Linked DNA regions of Mus musculus: all the other regions are linked to region 2. A link is a contact called in public HiChIP or PLAC-seq and promoter capture Hi-C data. All regions are on one chromosome and are shown on one strand. Each heading gives the region's core, a stretch centred on a gene start, on an enhancer-like site or on the middle of the called end of the contact. The rest is flanking DNA. Distances are from core to core; before and after follow the strand shown. Region 1 holds the start of Htra4 (HtrA serine peptidase 4). Region 2 holds the start of Rnf170 (ring finger protein 170). Region 3 holds the start of Eif4ebp1 (eukaryotic translation initiation factor 4E binding protein 1). Region 4 holds the start of Brf2 (BRF2, RNA polymerase III transcription initiation factor 50kDa subunit).

Region 1 (4,162 bases), core at 1,141-3,640, 1.1 Mb after region 2:
TTTCCACCCAAAATTTAGGGTATGGCTTTTCCACTGGGCAAGATACTATTTCCAGTGCCTTTGGGGTCATTTCTATCAGCCTTCAATGAACTGTGCTACCAGAAAATTATGGCCATTTCCTACAGGGAGAGAGGTCATGGCTCATTCCTATCTGTGTAACTTTTATCTGCTAGGTAAATTAACCCTGTTTTTAATTAGAAATTTGTAGCTCTAAGAGACTAGGAGGCATTTTTTATTTAAGCTAGTTAGCACTCTGTGTCCATAGTTAATGCAAAAGCAAAAACAGGCATAAAGCTCTCCGGGTGAGAGGAAGCATGCTCTTTCAAATGTGACTGTGACCCTGAATCTGGTGCCACACTGAAGACTTCTGGGCTCCGTGTGTGGGAGCTGTCCCCCGACTTTGTCTGGCCTTGTGATCCTGATGAAAAGAAAACCAAACAAAAATCAGTGGGCTTCTTTCTCTTTCTGTTCATGATCTTGTGTGTCTCCCATCCCCTAAAAAAAAAAAAAAAAAAAAAACTTTTGTGTGTTTTGGTTTTTCAGGGTTCGGGGATTATTTATTTAGGAGCGAATAAGGTTACAACCTACTTCAAAAGTCAGTGCCCTTTGTCTCTGGTTTCAGCTTAAAATCTTCCCCTAGAAAATTCTTTGGCTGCTCAACAGAATTGCTCAATGTGAAGATGAGGAACGAATGAAAAATAAATCAGGAACTCCTGAAGGGCCTCGAACATGCCCTGGCTCAAGGAAATGAGGTCATCTTTTGGCGTTTAAATTGCAAAATCTGTCTGTCCCTCTCTTAGAAACTGTTGGCTTGGTTATTAGTGCTGCATCAACGGGTCCTTACAGAAAGTTGAGAGGTTTCGGTACACACTCTGAGATCATGTTAAACACAATGCGGTGTATATTATGCAAACAAAGGAAAAGTACAGTTTCAGTGATCCTAACCAGCCCATACATGAGACTTGCAAGTTAGAACATTGTTAATAGCGGTGCCCAGAAAATATAATTATCTTTGTGAAGCCTCAAAACATTTAAAGTCTCAATTCTTGTTTCAGAATTCCCCTTCTGTCTGTATTTACACACATACACACACCCTTTAAATTTGTTTTTTGCTAGAGTCTTGCTACGGAGTCCAGGCTGGCTTTGAACTGATAATCCTCCTGCCTCAGCCTCCTGAGTGCTTGGATTACAAGTCTATGCCACCATATCCAGCCTAGGACAGTATTTTAATGTGAGCCAAAGATGGTGCATAAACCTTTAGTTTTCAAGGTGTGATGGCGTGTGGGTTTGTGGTTAAGCATAGATTGTGGATAAATCCGAAGGGATTTCTGGATTATAAAAGATACTGCATTTCCTGTGTGGAATAAAAGCAGTCTCTGGGGTTGGGTCCTTCTATAAAGCTTCGAAGGTATTGTTCTCTGTAGCTGAAGTATGTCCTATCCATTACTCTTCAATGCTTTGGTGGACTTGCTTACTCGGGTCAGGTGATAATCAGGGGAAAAAAAAAAAAAAGAAGCGTGTGTTTTTCATTCTCCGAACCACACCGAGGATATGGGAGACCGCAAACTAAAGTGGCACCTCTGGTCAAAGTGGCGGAGTGACAGCTCTACTTCCAAGTAGAAGGCTGCCCCTCCGGGAAGATTTAAGGTCCATCGTCCTAGTTTACTGGAAGCAAACTGGTTTGGTTTGGTTTTCCCCTTTCTACACAGGACTTATATGACCCTCTGAGTAAGCAGTGGACTGGTAATTGAGCGGTAGACTTGATACTTGTTTTCAGTGTCAACCAAATAAACAGCTATCTGGTAGCAGACGGCAGTGTTTTTGAAATTAGGCTTCCCATGTCGCCTGTTTAACCTCCTCCCCCACCCCCACCCCCCAAAATCTGTTTTCCTCAGTCCCTCGTTCTCTCTCTGTGTTATTGCCTGCCTGAGTCAATTATAGTCACTTATACCAGGTAGGCGTTGAATCAAGTGAATATTTGGCAAAAACACACAGTGTGACTGCTGGGCCCTCTGTTTATGAAGGTGTGGCATGCCCCGTTTGAGCCAGTGTTTGAGCCGTGAAACACCTCCTGCAAGCACTGAGCTTAGTGCATGGAAACTCCAGCTTCTTACGTTGTGTGAGCTCCTAATTGGTATGTAGCAAAACGTCATTTTCTAAAAACTGGTTGGTTGCTTGTTTTGTAATAAAAACATGTGAAATAGGAAATCTGGTTGTGTGTTTTCCTGGTCAGATCTCGTGGCCGTGGGTGGGTGGTCACGTTTCTCCCTTGCCCCAAGACTGGTTTTTGAGTGGACCCCTCCCTTCATGGCTTTGGGGTGGGTGGCCCTTGTCCTGGGATGGCATGGGTGGTGGGTGATATATGGGTGTGTGTGTGTAGAAGTGAGCCAGACTCTGACCTTTATAAAGTCCGAAGGCTGGCTGAGGCAGCATCCAGGCCAGGAAAAACAGTCGAATCGACGAGGTCAGGGAGCAAGATGAGCTTCCAGCGGTTGTGGGCTGTGCGAACACAGTTTCTCCTGCTGTGGTTGCTGCTACCAGCCGTGCCTGTTCCGTGGGCCGAGGCCAGGAGGTCCAGAGTCTCGCTGCCCTGTCCCGATGCCTGCGATCCCACGCGCTGCCCGACTCTGCCTACCTGCTCGGCCGGCTTGGCGCCGGTTCCCGATCGCTGCGGCTGCTGCCGAGTGTGCGCCGCGGCCGAGGGCCAGGAGTGTGGCGGGGCGCGGGGCCGGCCGTGCGCCCCAAGGCTGCGCTGCGGCGCCCCGTTCTCCCGGGATCCCTCGGGGGGCGCGTGGCTGGGCACCTGCGGCTGCGCGGAGGGTGCTGAGGATGCGGTAGTGTGCGGCAGCGATGGGCGCACCTACCCCAGCCTATGTGCGCTCCGCAAGGAGAACCGAGCCGCTCGCCAGCGGGGCGCGCTCCCGGCTGTGCCAGTGCAGAAGGGTGCCTGCGAGGAAGCAGGTGAGCGGGGCGCGGGCGAATCTCCTGACACTTCTCTTACTTTTCAGAGGGAGATGAAGTGAGTGCTCTAACTTCGCTCGCTCGCGAATTCAGTGGGCCTTCCTTCGCCATCTCTAGGGATTCAACCTGTTGTGGTTGTTCCTGGTGTTCTTGCCTGGTTAATTTTGGTCTCTTTACTGGCTGCCACTGGGCTTCCCTTTCTCCTTTTCTTCCCTCTGGTAGGACAGGGAGGGTCCTTTCATCTCCTGGTCTGGAGAACCTTCAGAGAAAGAGGGACGGGGAGATGCTGGGGAATTTTGAGATGCGACACCTGCATCCAGGGACGCACTCACCGTGGACCGTTTATTCACAGGGACCACAAGAGCAGGGCGGCTCCGGAGAAAGTACAACTTCATCGCCGCAGTGGTGGAGAAGGTGGCGCCGTCTGTGGTCCACTTGCAGCTGTTCCGCAGGTAAAGGTCCCATCTAGGATCAACTACCTCACCTGCTGGTTGCCAGATTTCTGACCATTAAAACCGCTGTGAGGAAACACAGATTCAAAGAGTTGGCTGGGGTGTAGGTGGGCAGTAGAATTCCGCAAAGCCTGCAGGAGACCTGACTTGCTAAGAGTTATTTCGCTAAAGAGCAAAGAGCCAAGCGCAAGGATTCTGGCTTCTAAATTGAAGCTACAGCAGTGCGTATTGGTGACTGGTGTTTCTTTCTCCCCGGTATCCCACAGCAAAACTAAAGGCTGACTGTAGGAGCTAGTAGTGAGCATTTGGTGGGCTTGTTTAGCCTTAGCACTCGCTTGCATGCAAGGAAACCCAAATGGAGAGCAAACTTAGTTTGTTCTGAGTCACAACGCCAGTTGGTAGTGGGAACTAAGAGCTAGATTCTGAGGCTGTGGCAGTAGTGTGAGCACAGGGTTAGCACCAGGTTTGGCCTGTTCGCTGCAGATGACAGACACACAGGTTCCCACACTGATCTAAAGGAGGAGACACCATCCTGGACCCAGATCTCAGTTGTGTTCAGAAAAGATGGCCAGGACGAGCTTCAGGCAGCTCACAAAGCACATGGAAGTGGGTAAGGCAAGAGTAAATGCATGAGAAAACTGGAAACGTAGCTGATAAACGTGAGGCTTCCTGCGACTCACACACAAAGGCTGGATTCCCTGATTTCCCTCCCTTCTGCTCACGCTACTGACTTGTTCCGGAACAGATCA
Region 2 (4,223 bases), core at 1,333-3,832:
GATTATATAACAAATGTCACCGAACCTTGTGTATTTATTGTTATTCAATAAAGTCTAATTTTGGAATGACACATACATGCTTATCTGTTTCTGACATGTGTGCTCACAACCAAATCCAAAATCTGTCATATGGAACAGCAGCACCATCTTCCCCTGAACTCTCAGACTGCTGTAGCTGAGAACTAACCTCCATCTGGGCAAGGCCTACAAAGACAGCTCAGGAAAGGCCCACTCCCCTCTCTTGGGTCTTTTTCTAACACTGTCATGGAAAGGGCTACCCTTTTCTAGTAGGAATACTAAGATTTCCTATAACAAAGAAAAAACGGGTCCTCACCCAACTCCCCCGTCCCCCTCCCCTGCCCCGGGTTCATATAGCATCCTGATGGTCAGATGGCTTCTGTAATCGTTATCAAGGAGTTCTTAATATCATTTCTGCCCCGAAAAGTAATTAGAAGCATAAAATAAACCAGTAATGCTACACAGGGCATAAAAACACTGCAGACTCACAGATTTGAAAAGACATACTTTATCACCACTGTATCACAGCTTTTGAAAGCCCAAGTGGTTACAGATACCACAGTCCCTCCCAAATGGCTAAAACCTGTGGCCGTGAAGCTAAAGGCAAGGCCGAAGTCAATGTAATCTACACTTACTATCTGTTTACCTAATCAGCTTTAGTCACTGAAAGGTGACACCGGTTCTACAGAAACATTTCAGCATGGAATGCTGGACCTCTAGTCTGACAAAGATCCAGAGGCACCCACATAGATACCATAAGAACAGGAGATTCAAAGTTAGGATTTCTCAAGGTATCTCTGCTCCTGTTAAGAAGAATGTTCGCAGGAAAAACCTTTGAGAAGGCTTCAGATACAGTTATTTATTTGCTTATTTTTGGTACCAAAGATTGGTGTTTGCTAGGGTAGTGAATCTAGCACTACCTCCTCAGCCCAAGATTTTTCGAATCTATGAAACGATCGATTACATGTGATCATCAAGCAGTAGTCGATAAAAGGATCATTTTAAAAAATTTAATGCTGCCAGCGGTGGTAAGCCTTTGATCCCAGCAATCAGGAGGCAGAGGCAGGCAGATCTCTGAGTTTGAGGCCAGCCGGGTCTGCAGAGCAGGTTCCAGAATTGCCAGGGCTACACACACACACACACACACACACACACACACACACACAGCCAACCACGCAAGCAAAACAAAACAAAAACTCAATGTTTTTTTGAAATCCTAAAAGCTCAGCGAGAAAACCAACTTCAAATGGGAAAGAAGTCCCCAGGAACTGAAGAAAAAAAAAAAAAAAGTGAAGGTGTGCCCTGGGAAGATAACTTCTTCCCAGGCACTGCTAATCAAAGACTGCATGATCTGGTGGTTATGCATACCTTTGAATCCAAGATTCTCCTAGGACTCCAAAGCATATATCTTGTATCTTGTTGTCTTGGAAACGCCAATATCTTTGCATTAAGGTCGACTGTTTATTATAGCATTATTCTTAGACGCCCTAAGCTGGAACAAAGTGCACATCAATAGTAGAACGGGTACAAGGCTGTAGTCACACAATAGGATATTAGACAATCATGGGATTTTTGCAGATAATTTAATATTATTTAAAAGCCAAAGCCACAATACATATCCATTCATAAAAGTTCAAAATCAAACAAAGGAAAATTATACTACATGCATAGTCATCTGGTTAAAAAGCTAAAAGGGAAAGCTTTTAAAATAAAGTAAGTGCCTATCACAAAAATCAGATTAGAGATGGTATGGATGGAAGAACTCTTGGGAATGTGGCAATTCATTTTATTAATATTCCTCAAACATGTACTGCTACGCACTGTTCTGCATGCGACTTAAAAACGTATATGAAACCTTCTACAAGGCTTGTATTAAAAAAAAAAAATCGAAAGTCGGGCAAGGATGCACCTCAATGAAGCCAACTCCTAGCACAAGAAGCAGGCCTTAGGAACAGCAAGGGTCCTTACGCACTGGGGAACTGGCGTCCACCCTCTGTCACTTTGGGTAAAGTTTTTTGTGGGAGAAGGGGGCTCCAAGGAGGAACGCCGGGCTCCCCACAGCCGGGCCAAACCGGCCCCCAGCCTCCGAGACGCGCCCACGTCAGCCGTTCCACCTTCGCCCGGAGGGAGACTCTGGGCAGGCTCCGGCGACTCAGGGAAGGCTGCGCTCCGGCTTCCGGAGGGAAGCGGTGGGCGCGGAGCCTACCCTCGCGCGGTCCCGCAGCTCCCCCCACCGCCACCGCGCCGAGTCCCGCAGTCCGCGGGTCCCCGGCCCGCCCGTGCGGGGGCGTGGCCTGGCACACGCCCGCGGCCGGAGAGGGGGGCGCGTACCTCGTCGCGGCCGAGGAACTACCGGGCCAGTCGGCGGGTCGGCATAGAGCTCATTTCCGGGGACTACCTAGCTACTCCTCCCGTGCAAACTACAGGCGGCTTCTTAAGCCAGAGCGCCGGCGTCAGCGCACGCGCAGTGCGGAGCCCCGGCGAGGGTGAGCGGACTGGAGAGACACACAGACCGGCCGCCACCGCAGGGCCCGGCCGGGGCGCGCGCCCGCGGGCCTTGGACTGGCTCTGGGAGCGCGCCTCTAGGGGCGGGGCTGAGCGAGCGCGAGCGTGCGCAGTGGCCCTCGGACCTCGGGACTCGCGCTACGCGGCGCGGCGGGGCGCGGCGCTCGCGCAAGAGGGCGTGGGCTGGCGGCGCCGGGTGCGCGCAAGGGAGTGCGCGGCCCCGAGCGAGGGAAGGAGGGGCTGGTGACAGTGCGGAGCGATTGCCAGCGTCCGCGCCCCGGGAGCGGACGGACGGAAGAGAAGGTCCGCCAGACGCCCGGTCTGCTGCCTGACCCCTTCGGACTCAAACCCCGAGCCGAGCGGCCGCGGCTTCTGGTTGGTTGAAGGGAGACGCTGCGGCCACCCCAGGAAGATGTTTAACGTGGAGTCTGTGGAGCGGGTGGAGCTGTGCGAGAGCCTGCTCACTTGGGTACGTGGTGGGCAGCGGGCCGGTGGGAAAGCTCCGCCACCTTTTCGCGGACACCGGTGCTCGTCCCGGGGGGCGAACGCCCCGGGGCGACCTGCCGTCACATCCGGGGCTTGGGACGGGCGGAGCTGAGTAGCCGGTGCGGCCGCGTCTACACCCGCGGCCGGGTCAGGGTCAGCAGGGAGAGGCCGGGCTCAGGCAGGCTGGGCCCAGGGTCCAGGAGGAACTTGTCCGGCCTGAGATGTTGGCTGCTGTCCGAGAGGAAACCTGCCCGGTGGGGGCTAATGATGGGGTGCAGGCGACACTGTAATTAGGACTGTTTGCCTTGATGAGGCGCTGGCGTTTCGCTCCCAAGCTCCCAGTGATCCAAAGCGTTGGTTCTGCCTGGGCGCCCGGTAGAGGCAGTCGGGACCCCCTAGTTAAGCGATGCTGCTCGCCTTTGTTGTAGCGTTCAGCCAGGATGGAGTGTAGCCCCTTGAGGGATGGATGAAGCCCTGCCCATTGGAAAATAGTACATTGGCAGGGTGGATAGACAAAACATGAAGAATCACTCAGAGGCAAAACATTTAAAACGCGAGATGCATTTTGACTGTTATAAACGATGTGATGGTACCTATAAAAGGAACCAACGATAAAAATGTTGAACTGGAAAAATTGAGGGATTTCGTAATGGAACTGAAACACATTTTTAAAGCACCATGAGATTCTAATTTGGAATTGATGAGGGTTAAGGTTATCGAATTTTCAAGTAAACATGCAGGATTTTGTCAATAGTCATGGCTTAAACGGCCCTTTTCATTAGCTGGACAGTTAACCGTGTTTGTTTCTGGTTTTCATATGCTGGTTGGAGGTAGGTCCAGGCATATATGCAGAGCCATGGGATAAACCAGGAACATTCATTTTACTTACTGCTAGAAATGTTAGCTGTCCTTTTTAGAAGAACCCAGATACATTTACAGTGGCTATTGTGATACATGTTAATTTTGTTTGCTTATTGGGGGAGATGGTAGTATTTGGGCCTCCTGCATTTTAAGGGAAGGCTCTACCACTAAGCTGTTCATCTCCTGGTCTTAGTCACTTTAAAGGTAAAATGCAAATAGCAAAAAATTCTACTGAACAGTGCCTTAGGTTAGAGGTTCAGATCTCTGGAAGGTAACCATCACTGTTTTGTGCAGGAACACTGCCGAGAAGTTTGAGAACTGTTAACTTAGGTCGGTTGTAATAAATGTAAGAA
Region 3 (4,632 bases), core at 4-2,503, 1.1 Mb before region 2:
ATCACAGAACCCAGTGGACACTGACTGAGCTCCAAGATCCCTTCATCGGTGCCTTGGTTCTGGGATCTGGCTGTGCTCCCTGGTGCAGGGACAGCTGCCCGAGAAAATAGGCATGTGGCCCGGCTGCGCCAGCAGTAGCCCAAGGTTCATCACCGCGCCAGGATTCCTCTTGTTTTTGAGTTGTAAGAGGAGTAGTTGGGGGAGGAGACCGGGGAGGGGAGAAGCGCAAAAGTGGGTGGGAGCGGCGCGAGGATTGGGAGGGAAGTAGTGAGCCACGAGGATTTCATCATGCAAACAGGCGGGTAGGTTTCATCAGCGTCTATACTGGGGCTCCAGGGCAAGCTGGGAATGCCTGGTTCCCGGAGGCCGGCCCCCACCCGCGCCAACTCAGCTTCCTCTTCCTCATCCTCCGCCACTTGGGCCAGTTCAACGCTGTGCCCTGCCCCCCAGGCCCGAGGAACGTGTTGTTCTGCACTACACCAGACGCCGCCCCTGCAGGAATCTCTCTCTTAACACAAGCCACAGGTGGCAGAGAAGCACCCTCAGCGTCCAGCCTCCATTAATGAGCGAGTGTCCAAAGCAAAGAGGGCTGCCTCCGGAAAGGTTAAAAAAAAAAAAAGTGTGCAGGCGTCACTTATTCCAAGGGAGATCAACTAAACTTAATCTCCAGGCCAGCCTCTTTCCCTGATCTTGTCCCACCCCAAACTGCCCTGACACCCACAGAGGTCGCCCTTAAGCACATGGTGGTCCTGGCAGAGTGCCTATCTGTATGCTCAGGGCACTCTGCCGTATCTCCCAGGAAAAGGCTAATAATGCAGGCAGTTTGCAGCCGGGTTCCAGACCACGCTCCACCACACCCAGAAGGCGAGCAACCGAGACGGTGACCCTTCTGCTTTCCCGACGCCCCTCGTCCGTTCTGGCCAGCTACCGAACCCCTCGAATGCCGCCCTCCCCGTCGCACGTGAGACTCCGGATCCCGACGTATCCTCCAGCCCCCCGAGGTCGCCCGTGACCCCGGCCAGCGCCTACCTCCCGGGGTGGTGCTGAAGAGCGTGCCGCCCGGAGTGGTGCTGTAGTCCCCGGGCGGGAGCTGCACGCCATCGCCGAGGGCTACGCGGCGAGTGGGGATGGCCCGGCTGGGAGTCTGGCTGCAGCTGCTGCCCGCCGACATGTCTCCTGCACGCCGCCCACGACCCTCCAGCAACCCCGCGGCACCTCGGCCCAGCCCTTCTCGTGCCCGGCCCGCCCCTTCCGCCTGGGCTCCACGCCCCCTGAGACTTGCGGTCCGCCCGGCCCCACCCAGCCCCAGCCCGCTGCCTGCAAGTGGTTCCCCAGCTGCTGACCTAGGCAGCTTCTGTCCTCTCCAGTGCAGGAACCCCAGTGTGGGCCCCTTGGGTTCCCTGGTTCCTCCCCGAGACTCTGGGAAGATCTAGGTAGGGATGACGGTGGCAGAACTCTCCGATTTGGTGGCAGCGTCTCAGCGCACCAGACCGCCTGCTTTCTATATTAGGATGTGACCTCTCGATCCCAGGCCGATCCTCAGAGAAGAAAGGGTGGGCTGATCCTTCGCCATTCTTAACGTTTCTACAGCTTTTACAGTTTTACAGTTTTTAGGAGTCAGAGCAGCGGCTGCACAGCGCACATTCCTGGACTTGGAAGGAGTAGTGGAAGAGTAAGAGGGACCTAGCCAGCCAGCTAGGAACCGAATATAAATCTGATGAGGAATGGGCAGGATCGAAGCTCTGCGTACTGTGGGCTGGGAGGATTAGAGTTAACCGGTCAAAGATCCGCATAGTACTTGGACTGGGTTCCACTCCAGCACTTTGTCTGGTAGTCACTAGGGAGGGAAGGGAAAATGCATGTCCAATCGGTTACAGTGTCTGTGTCAATCAATCTCCATATGGTAGGAAATGCCTATAATCCCGACCGTGAGGAGGCTGAAGCCCTAGGAGGATCCCAAGTTGACAGCCGAGGGAGGGCCAGAACCCTGTTCTCACTGTTGTCCGGGCTGGCCTGAGAGAACACACTGGGCCACCTTCCTCCCTTTGGGAGAAGCATGTTGAAAGGGGTTTTGCTTTTTGCCTTGTTTGGTTGTTCTAGAGGCCCCAGATTTCCTGGAACTACGATTTCAGGGAAGGGCCTGTTTATAAAGTCCAACATCCAAGTTCAGCATTCAAGTGGTCCACACTTGTCCCAGCAATGAGGAGACTGAAGCAGGAGGATTCTAGCCTGTGCTACCCAGCAAAACCCTGTCTCAGACACAGAAAGAAGAGAGAGAGACTTAAGCTGGGCATGCTAGCTCAGAGAAACTGAGACAGGAGCATTACAGAAAAGCTGAGGGCAGACATGGTTGTGGCGAGTTTGATGCACAGCCTGGGCCAGACATGTTAAGACGCTGTCTTAAACCGTGAAAGAGAGAGAGAAAAAAAAACACGGGGAAGGGGAAGCTTGGAACACAGCTCACTTGGTAGACAGTTTACCACGTATACACTAAGTCCACGGTTAAATCCGAAGCATCAACATAAAAACTGAACGTGGTGGCACTTTGTAAGCTTATAATCCTAGAACTCGGGAAGGGAAGGTTGGGGGATCAGCACTCGGGAGGCAGAGGCAGGCAGATTTCTGAGTTCGAGGCCAGCCTGGTCTACAAAGTGAGTTCCAGGACTGCCAGAGCTACACAGAGAAACCCTGTCTCAAAAAAACAAAAACAAAAAAACAAAAACAAAAACAAAAAAAAAACAAAAAAAAATTGGCCAAGCCAAGCCCAGTGGCTCTCTCTTACAGCTGCCTACAGACCCAAATAAGAAACTCTCATCTACATCTCCAGCACCATGTCTGCCTGTGTGCCACCATGCTCCCTGCCATGATGACAATGGACTAAACCTCTGAAACAGCAAGAAACCTCAATTGAATGTGCTCTTTTATAAGAGTTGCAGTGGTCATGGTATCTCGTCACAGCAATAGAACACTGACTAAGACAGTGTTCTATTACCCCTAAGGCACTTGGATAAGTTGAGGAGTTAAAGATGATTGCCCACAAGCCTACAGCCACAGCTAGGAGGGACCTGAGCCTGAGGGTAAGCACCGTTTCCCTGCCTTGGTAGCTCCATTGAGTAGCTTTCCAGGGAAGATAAGCTTCCCTCCTGGGCTTTGCGAACCACATGGCCCTGAGAATGATCGTTTTAGAGTTTTCTTACAAATTCCCTGCTCAATTCTTTCTCTTGCAGACCCATTTTGCCTATGGTGATTTCTGCCTCTCTCAGAGCAGGCACTCATTCATATCAAGTCTTCTAATGGAATATAAAAGGATATGGGGGATTGAGATGACCAAGCAGATAAAGGTACTTATTGCCAAATCTAACCTGAGTTTCATCCCTATGAGAGCTCGGGAACAGATTCCCATAAAATTACCTCTTCCCTCTACATGAGCTCCATAACATGTTTTTACATGCACCGTATGTACACACACAAAATAAAGGAGTGTAAAATATTTAATGGATGTAAGAAGCTAGGTACGGTGGCCAATACTGGTTCTCCCTGTACTTGGGAGATATAAGCAGGAAGATCAGAAGTTTAAGGTCATCCTGCGCTATAAAACACAATTTAAGTGCAGCCTGGAACATATGACCCTGTCTGAAAGAGGAGGGGGTGGGGGGAGACCCCCCTCACAGACAAGGTCGCACATACTTCTCATGTCAGATGTGGAAGAGGAGATTTCTCACAAGAGCAAAGTTATCCTACTGCAAGGGCTCTACCAGACCAGGTCTGACACTGCCTGTCTGGAGCCAGTGTTCTCAGAAGACTTCAGATTCCAATTCCCAGTGGAGACTGTGTCCTGTGTGTTTTGAAGTGCCGGCTGTCAGTTGACTGCCCACAACACTGCTTCTCTGGCCTGAAGAATATGCCATAGCAGTTCCTCGAACTCAGGGAAGATAATTACGTTCCCCACTTTATTATAAAGAATGTTACAAAGTCTGCAGTGATCCGCCAGACTGGAAGACTCACAGGGCCAAGTCTGAGAGGAATCTTCCTACCTTTCTGGTGTTGTGTAACACTCTACCCCTAATTAAAACATTCCCTGCCTGAGGGAGAAGGGAGACAGGAAAAACTCAGAAAATAAACTTACCTGACTCCGGACGTTCAGGGAAGATTCTTTTCTCTCTTCCTTTCTCTCTCTCTCTCTTCCTTCCTTCCTTCCTTCCTTCCTTCCTTCCTTCCTTCCTTCCTTCCTTCCTTCCTTTCTTTCTTCTCTCTCTCTCTCTCTCTCTCTCCCCTTCTTTCTTTCTCTCTCTCTCTCTTTCTTTCTTTCTTTCTTTCTTTCCTTCTTCCTTTTTTATTTGTTTTATGTACGTAAGTACACTGTCACTGTCTTCAGACGCACCAGAAGAGGTCATCAGATCCCATTACAGATGGTTGTGAGCCACCATGTGGTTGCTGGGAATTGAACTCAGGACCTCTGGAAGGGGGCAGCCAGTGCTTTTAACTGCTGAGTCATCTCTCCAACCCTCAGGGAAGTTTCAAAACACTAAGAAGAAAGTTACAAGTCAAGGGTGGCCACTCCCCTCCAAGTCCTCCCATGTCCCCTCTACCACCTTCCCTCTGAAGTTTCTGTATTCTGGGGTTTGTTTGTTT
Region 4 (4,157 bases), core at 806-3,305, 1.0 Mb before region 2:
AAAGGTGTATGCCATGTATCAAAAGATGGCCTAGTCGGCCATCACTGCAAAGAGAGGCCCATTGGACTTGCAAACTTTATATGCCCCAGTACAGGGGAACGCCAGGGCCAAAAAGGGGGAGTGGGTGGGTAGGGGATTGGGGGGGTGGGTATGGGGGACCTTTGAGATAGCATTGAAAATGTAAATGAGGAAAATACCTAATTAAAAAAAAAGGTGTATGCCACCACCGCCCAGCCCTTTGGCGCTCTCTCTCTCTCTCTCTCTCTCTCTCTCTCTCTCATTTGTTTATTTATTTTACATATATGAGTACACAGTCACCAACACACAAGAGGGCATTGGATCCAATTACAGATGGATGTGAGCCACTATGTGGTTTCTGGGAATTGAACTCATGACCTCTGGAAGAGCAGTCAGTGCTCTTAACCCCTGAGGCATCTCTCCAGCCCCTTGCTTTTAACTCTTGATTTCCTGCCTTTACTTTCCAAGTGCTGGGGCAACAGGCGAGTTATATTAAAGTTCAATACAAGATTGTTTTCCCCTTTTCTCTCTTAAAAAAAAATTAAGAGAGGGTCTAGCTAGCCCTAGCTGGCCAGGCACTCACTCTGTACATCAAATTGCCCTTGGACTCAAAGAAACCTGCCTGCCTCTGCCTTCTGAGTGTCAGAATTAAAGGCACGTGCCACGTGGATAGCTCAAAGTTCAAGGTTTTAAACATGTCTGAGTCGGCCTGTAGCTTCCAGTTTGCCAAAAGTTGAAGGGGAGAGAGGAGGTGTGTGTGTGTGTGTGTGTGTGTGTATGTGTGTGTTTGAAGGCCAGATGTAGTAGCAAATGTCTTTAATCCTAGCACTCAGAAGGTAGAGAGAGGCAGATTTCTGTGAGTTTAAGACTATCCTGGTATATATAATGAGTTCCAAGACAGCCAGAGATATACAGTGACTCTTGTCTTAAAGTACAAAACAAAACAAAACACCCAAATCAAACCAACAATAAAATCCGACAATTTAAAATGCATTCTTACCAACTCCTAGCCTCCATCAATTCAGAAGATAGCATCTGAAACCCATGGAAAGGGTTTCCCCATATTCTGTAATGTTATTACCAGTGGTCCCTATCGTATGATATATGGCTCTCTTTGTTCTAAATCTAATGCAATCTTCATGTAACCACTTAACAGTTCTATGTGTTATTTGGAGAAACTTGTATCTATCTGTTCCTGGGCTCAAGTCCTCCTTTTTGGCTCTAGCATAAACTCTTGTACATCCTCTTTGAGGAGAGAACTATGGTTTTTCATGCTATTCTCTGAAGATATTTAAATCTACCACTCAAGATTTTAGTTCATCTTATTGTATTTATTTAGAGACATGTTCTTATTAAGTTGCTCTGACTGGACTGAACTCATTATGTACACCAGGCTTGGCTCAATCTCTACCTCCTAAATGCTAGGATTAAAGAAATATGTTGGAAAACAACAACAACAAGAGAGACTTTGAAAGAGAGACGGCAACTTAGTGTGGGGAGGTCCGTAGAGTACAACACAATTTACTGCTCTCTCACTGCAGAGTGATCTATTTTCTACTACGGTCAAACTTAACGTTCCTTACTACATAGAAAGGAAAAAACTGGTTCCACTTTTTTGAAGGGAGTTAAATCAGGCATGGTAATACAAGCCTGTAATCCCAGCATGTAGTAGGCAGAGGCAGGAGGATCAGTATTTTAGGTCAGCCTGGGCTACATAAGCATGATAGGCTAAAAAATAAATTATAAATTGGATAATATATTTTAAAAAATAGTGTTTTGCAGACAACAATTCCACATCTGTGGTTTGTGTCAACTCCCCACGTGGCCTAACCACAAAAACCCAGAGAGCCTGAGAAACAGTTAAATCCAGGAACCTCCCTTTCTAACTCAGGTTTCTACCCGAGTCCACAGAAGGGATCGGAAGTGGCGTACTGCCGAGGGGAGGAGCAAACTGCCAGCCGATTGGCCAGCTGGCCGGAGGAGGATGGTGCATCCGGAATAAGCGCCCCTCCACTTTATTGCCGCTGCCCAGTTACAAGTTCTCTGGGAGTTTGTGCCTGACGGCGGTACCGCAGCCCTGGACCGACCGACGAGATGCCGAACGGAAGCCGCTGCCCGGATTGCGGCTCCTCCGAGCTCGTGGAAGATTCGCATTATTCTCAGAGCCAGCTGGTGTGCTCCGACTGCGGCTGCGTGGTCACCGAAGGGGTCCTAACTACCACCTTTAGCGACGAGGGCAACTTCAGGGGTACTGGTCTTGAACCCGGGGATCGCCAGCCTTGGGCGGTGGAGTCCTTAAACCCAGCTCCCTCTTTCCAGCCTCCTCCCTTTCTTGGCCATGCGCACAGTTAAATGTGAGAGAATTGGGCTTAAGTAAACAGATGAGCTGGAGGAGGGTGCGATCCATCTGATTTCCCAGTACCTACAACGGTGTCTGGCATTGGGTGGGTATATTGGTTGGTGAATGAACGAAACGATAAAGGTTTCATTCGTCTTGTCAGACCTAGTCAGTGTTGAAGGAGTGCCGGTAAATTATTTGAAAATAACAACACGAACCATCATCTCCTAGCAGGTTTTAGCACTAATTGGCAACTTGCTCTCCTCTGCGTTCCACGCCATTGCTCTAGTACAGCGGTTCTCAACCGGTGGGTGGTGACCGCCGTGGTGTCCACAGAATCTTTCACAGGAGTCCCCTAAGACCATCCTGCATATAGGCGGTTTACATTATGATTCATAATGCAATTCATAATTCTCTTTTTTTTCTGTAGCTAATGCAATCTTCGTGTAACCATTACAAAATTACAGTTATGAAGTAGCAACGAAAATAATGTTAAGGTTGGGGGTCACCACAACGTGAGGAACTGTATTAAAGGGTGGCAGCATTAGGAAGGTTGAGAACCACTGCTCTAGCCCTTGGCTAATGCAGCCCTCAAAAGTGAATGTATCAGAGAAATTATTGGAAAATCAGAATTGCCAGTGCAGCTTTTAAAAATACAGTTCTGTCCTATTACTTTTACATAGATGGGTATCTTCTCTGAGGTAGAAGTAGATACACAGTCATTTGAAATCTCCCTGGCCTTATGCAGTCAGAGGGCAAGGAGGAGGTGAACGAAGGCCAGCTGGGTAATTTGTTGTTTGCTATTTTACAGAAGTGACATATTCTCGAAGCACTGGGGAAAACGAACAAGTTAGTCGCTGCCAGCAACGAGGTGAGAATCAAACTTTTTTCCCCCTTAAATTTCAGCTTTGCTTTTATTTATGTCACTGTTTAATGTTTTGATATTATGTGTATGGGTGTTCTTACTGCATGTATGTGTGTGTGTGCAGCATGTGCATGCCTGGTGCCCATGGAGTTAGAAGAGGGGGTTGGATCATCTGGAATTGCAGTTATAGATGGTCGTGAGCAGCCCTGTGGATGCTGGGAAGCAAACCCCAGGTCGTCTACAAGAGCAATAGTGCCTTTTAACTGCTGAGCCATCTCTCCAGCCCAGAGCATCAACCTTTTTTTTTCTTTTCTTTTCTTTTTTAAATATATTTTTTTATTACGTATTTTCCTCAATTACATTTCTAATGCTATCCCAAAAGTCCCCCATACCCTCCCCTCAACTCCCCTACCCACCCATTCCGGAGCATCAACCTTTTATGACACCGTGGCCTTAAAGACTTTTTTGTTTTGTTTTTGTTTTTCAAGACAGGGTTTCTCTGTGTAGCCCTGGCTGTCTTGGAACTCCCTCTGTAGACCAGGCCTGCCTTGAACTCAGAAATCCTCCTGCCTCTGCCTCCCAAGTGCTGAGATTAAAGGCGTGCGCCACCAACACCCGACTGAGATGGTTGTTTTGATGACCTAGTCTGTCTGTGTGTCCTTGTTTTCAGTGTTACTGGCGTCAGGCAGGCTGCGAGAGAACAGTTGTTAATGTGGCGTGTGCCTACAATCTCGGCACTCTGGGGTTGAGGCAGGAGGATAGAGTTTGAGGTCAGCCCAGCCTACATACTGAGTGTGTATTAAAAACTAAAAGGCATAGAGGTAGAGGAAGGTTTGGGTCTGCACAGAGAGCCTGAGTAAAAGCATGGCTTTGGAGCTAGGGGTAGGTCGGTGATAGAATATGTACCTATCATGTGTAAGGCTTGAGGTTCAATCC

Evidence for each region. Promoter capture Hi-C pulls out the DNA fragments that hold promoters and counts their contacts. HiChIP or PLAC-seq counts read pairs in DNA pulled down with a chosen protein or histone mark.
Region 1: a contact with region 2 is called in a promoter capture Hi-C map of the C10 cell line, with 5 times the contacts expected there. The contact joins the promoter of Htra4 here to the promoter of Rnf170 in region 2. A contact is called at or near these places in 4 of 39 promoter capture datasets (the C10 cell line, the HPC-7 cell line, liver and 1 more) and 2 of 9 other capture datasets (adipose tissue and liver).
Region 3: a promoter capture Hi-C map of pre-B cells shows a contact between it and region 2, with 3 times the contacts expected there. The contact joins the promoter of Eif4ebp1 here to the promoter of Rnf170 in region 2. A contact is called at or near these places in 7 of 39 promoter capture datasets (the 3T3-L1 cell line, 3T3-L1-derived adipocytes, the C10 cell line and 3 more), 2 of 484 Hi-C or Micro-C datasets (the G1E-ER4 cell line and embryonic stem cells), 1 of 115 datasets of contacts at active chromatin or transcription factors (embryonic stem cells) and 2 of 9 other capture datasets (adipose tissue and liver).
Region 4: a contact with region 2 is called in an H3K27ac HiChIP or PLAC-seq map of extraembryonic endoderm stem cells, with 9 times the contacts expected there. The contact joins the promoter of Brf2 here to the promoter of Rnf170 in region 2. A contact is called at or near these places in 10 of 39 promoter capture datasets (the 3T3-L1 cell line, the HPC-7 cell line, HPC-7-derived erythroid cells and 7 more), 1 of 484 Hi-C or Micro-C datasets (CD4 T cells), 1 of 115 datasets of contacts at active chromatin or transcription factors (extraembryonic endoderm stem cells) and 1 of 9 other capture datasets (liver).

What each region holds. Positions count from the first base shown.
Region 1 is chr8:25,037,190-25,041,351 of GRCm38.p6, reverse strand. Htra4 (HtrA serine peptidase 4) reads left to right here and starts at 2,390. Exons shown (of 9, transcript NM_001081187.3): 1 at 2,390-2,961; 2 at 3,314-3,413; 3 at 4,159-4,162. The coding sequence starts at 2,478. It overlaps Plekha2 (pleckstrin homology domain-containing, family A (phosphoinositide binding specific) member 2), which reads left to right. Exons shown (of 12, transcript NM_031257.3): 12 at 1-2,208.
Region 2 is chr8:26,117,727-26,121,949 of GRCm38.p6, reverse strand. Rnf170 (ring finger protein 170) reads right to left here and starts at 2,582. Exons shown (of 8, transcript NM_029965.4): 1 at 2,350-2,582; 2 at 1,387-1,510. It overlaps Hook3 (hook microtubule tethering protein 3), which reads left to right and starts at 2,726. Exons shown (of 22, transcript NM_207659.3): 1 at 2,726-2,992. The coding sequence starts at 2,936.
Region 3 is chr8:27,256,948-27,261,579 of GRCm38.p6, reverse strand. It overlaps Eif4ebp1 (eukaryotic translation initiation factor 4E binding protein 1), which reads right to left and starts at 1,253. Exons shown (of 3, transcript NM_007918.3): 1 at 1,030-1,253. The coding sequence starts at 1,171.
Region 4 is chr8:27,126,530-27,130,686 of GRCm38.p6, reverse strand. Brf2 (BRF2, RNA polymerase III transcription initiation factor 50kDa subunit) reads left to right here and starts at 2,055. Exons shown (of 4, transcript NM_025686.2): 1 at 2,055-2,266; 2 at 3,168-3,227. The coding sequence starts at 2,113.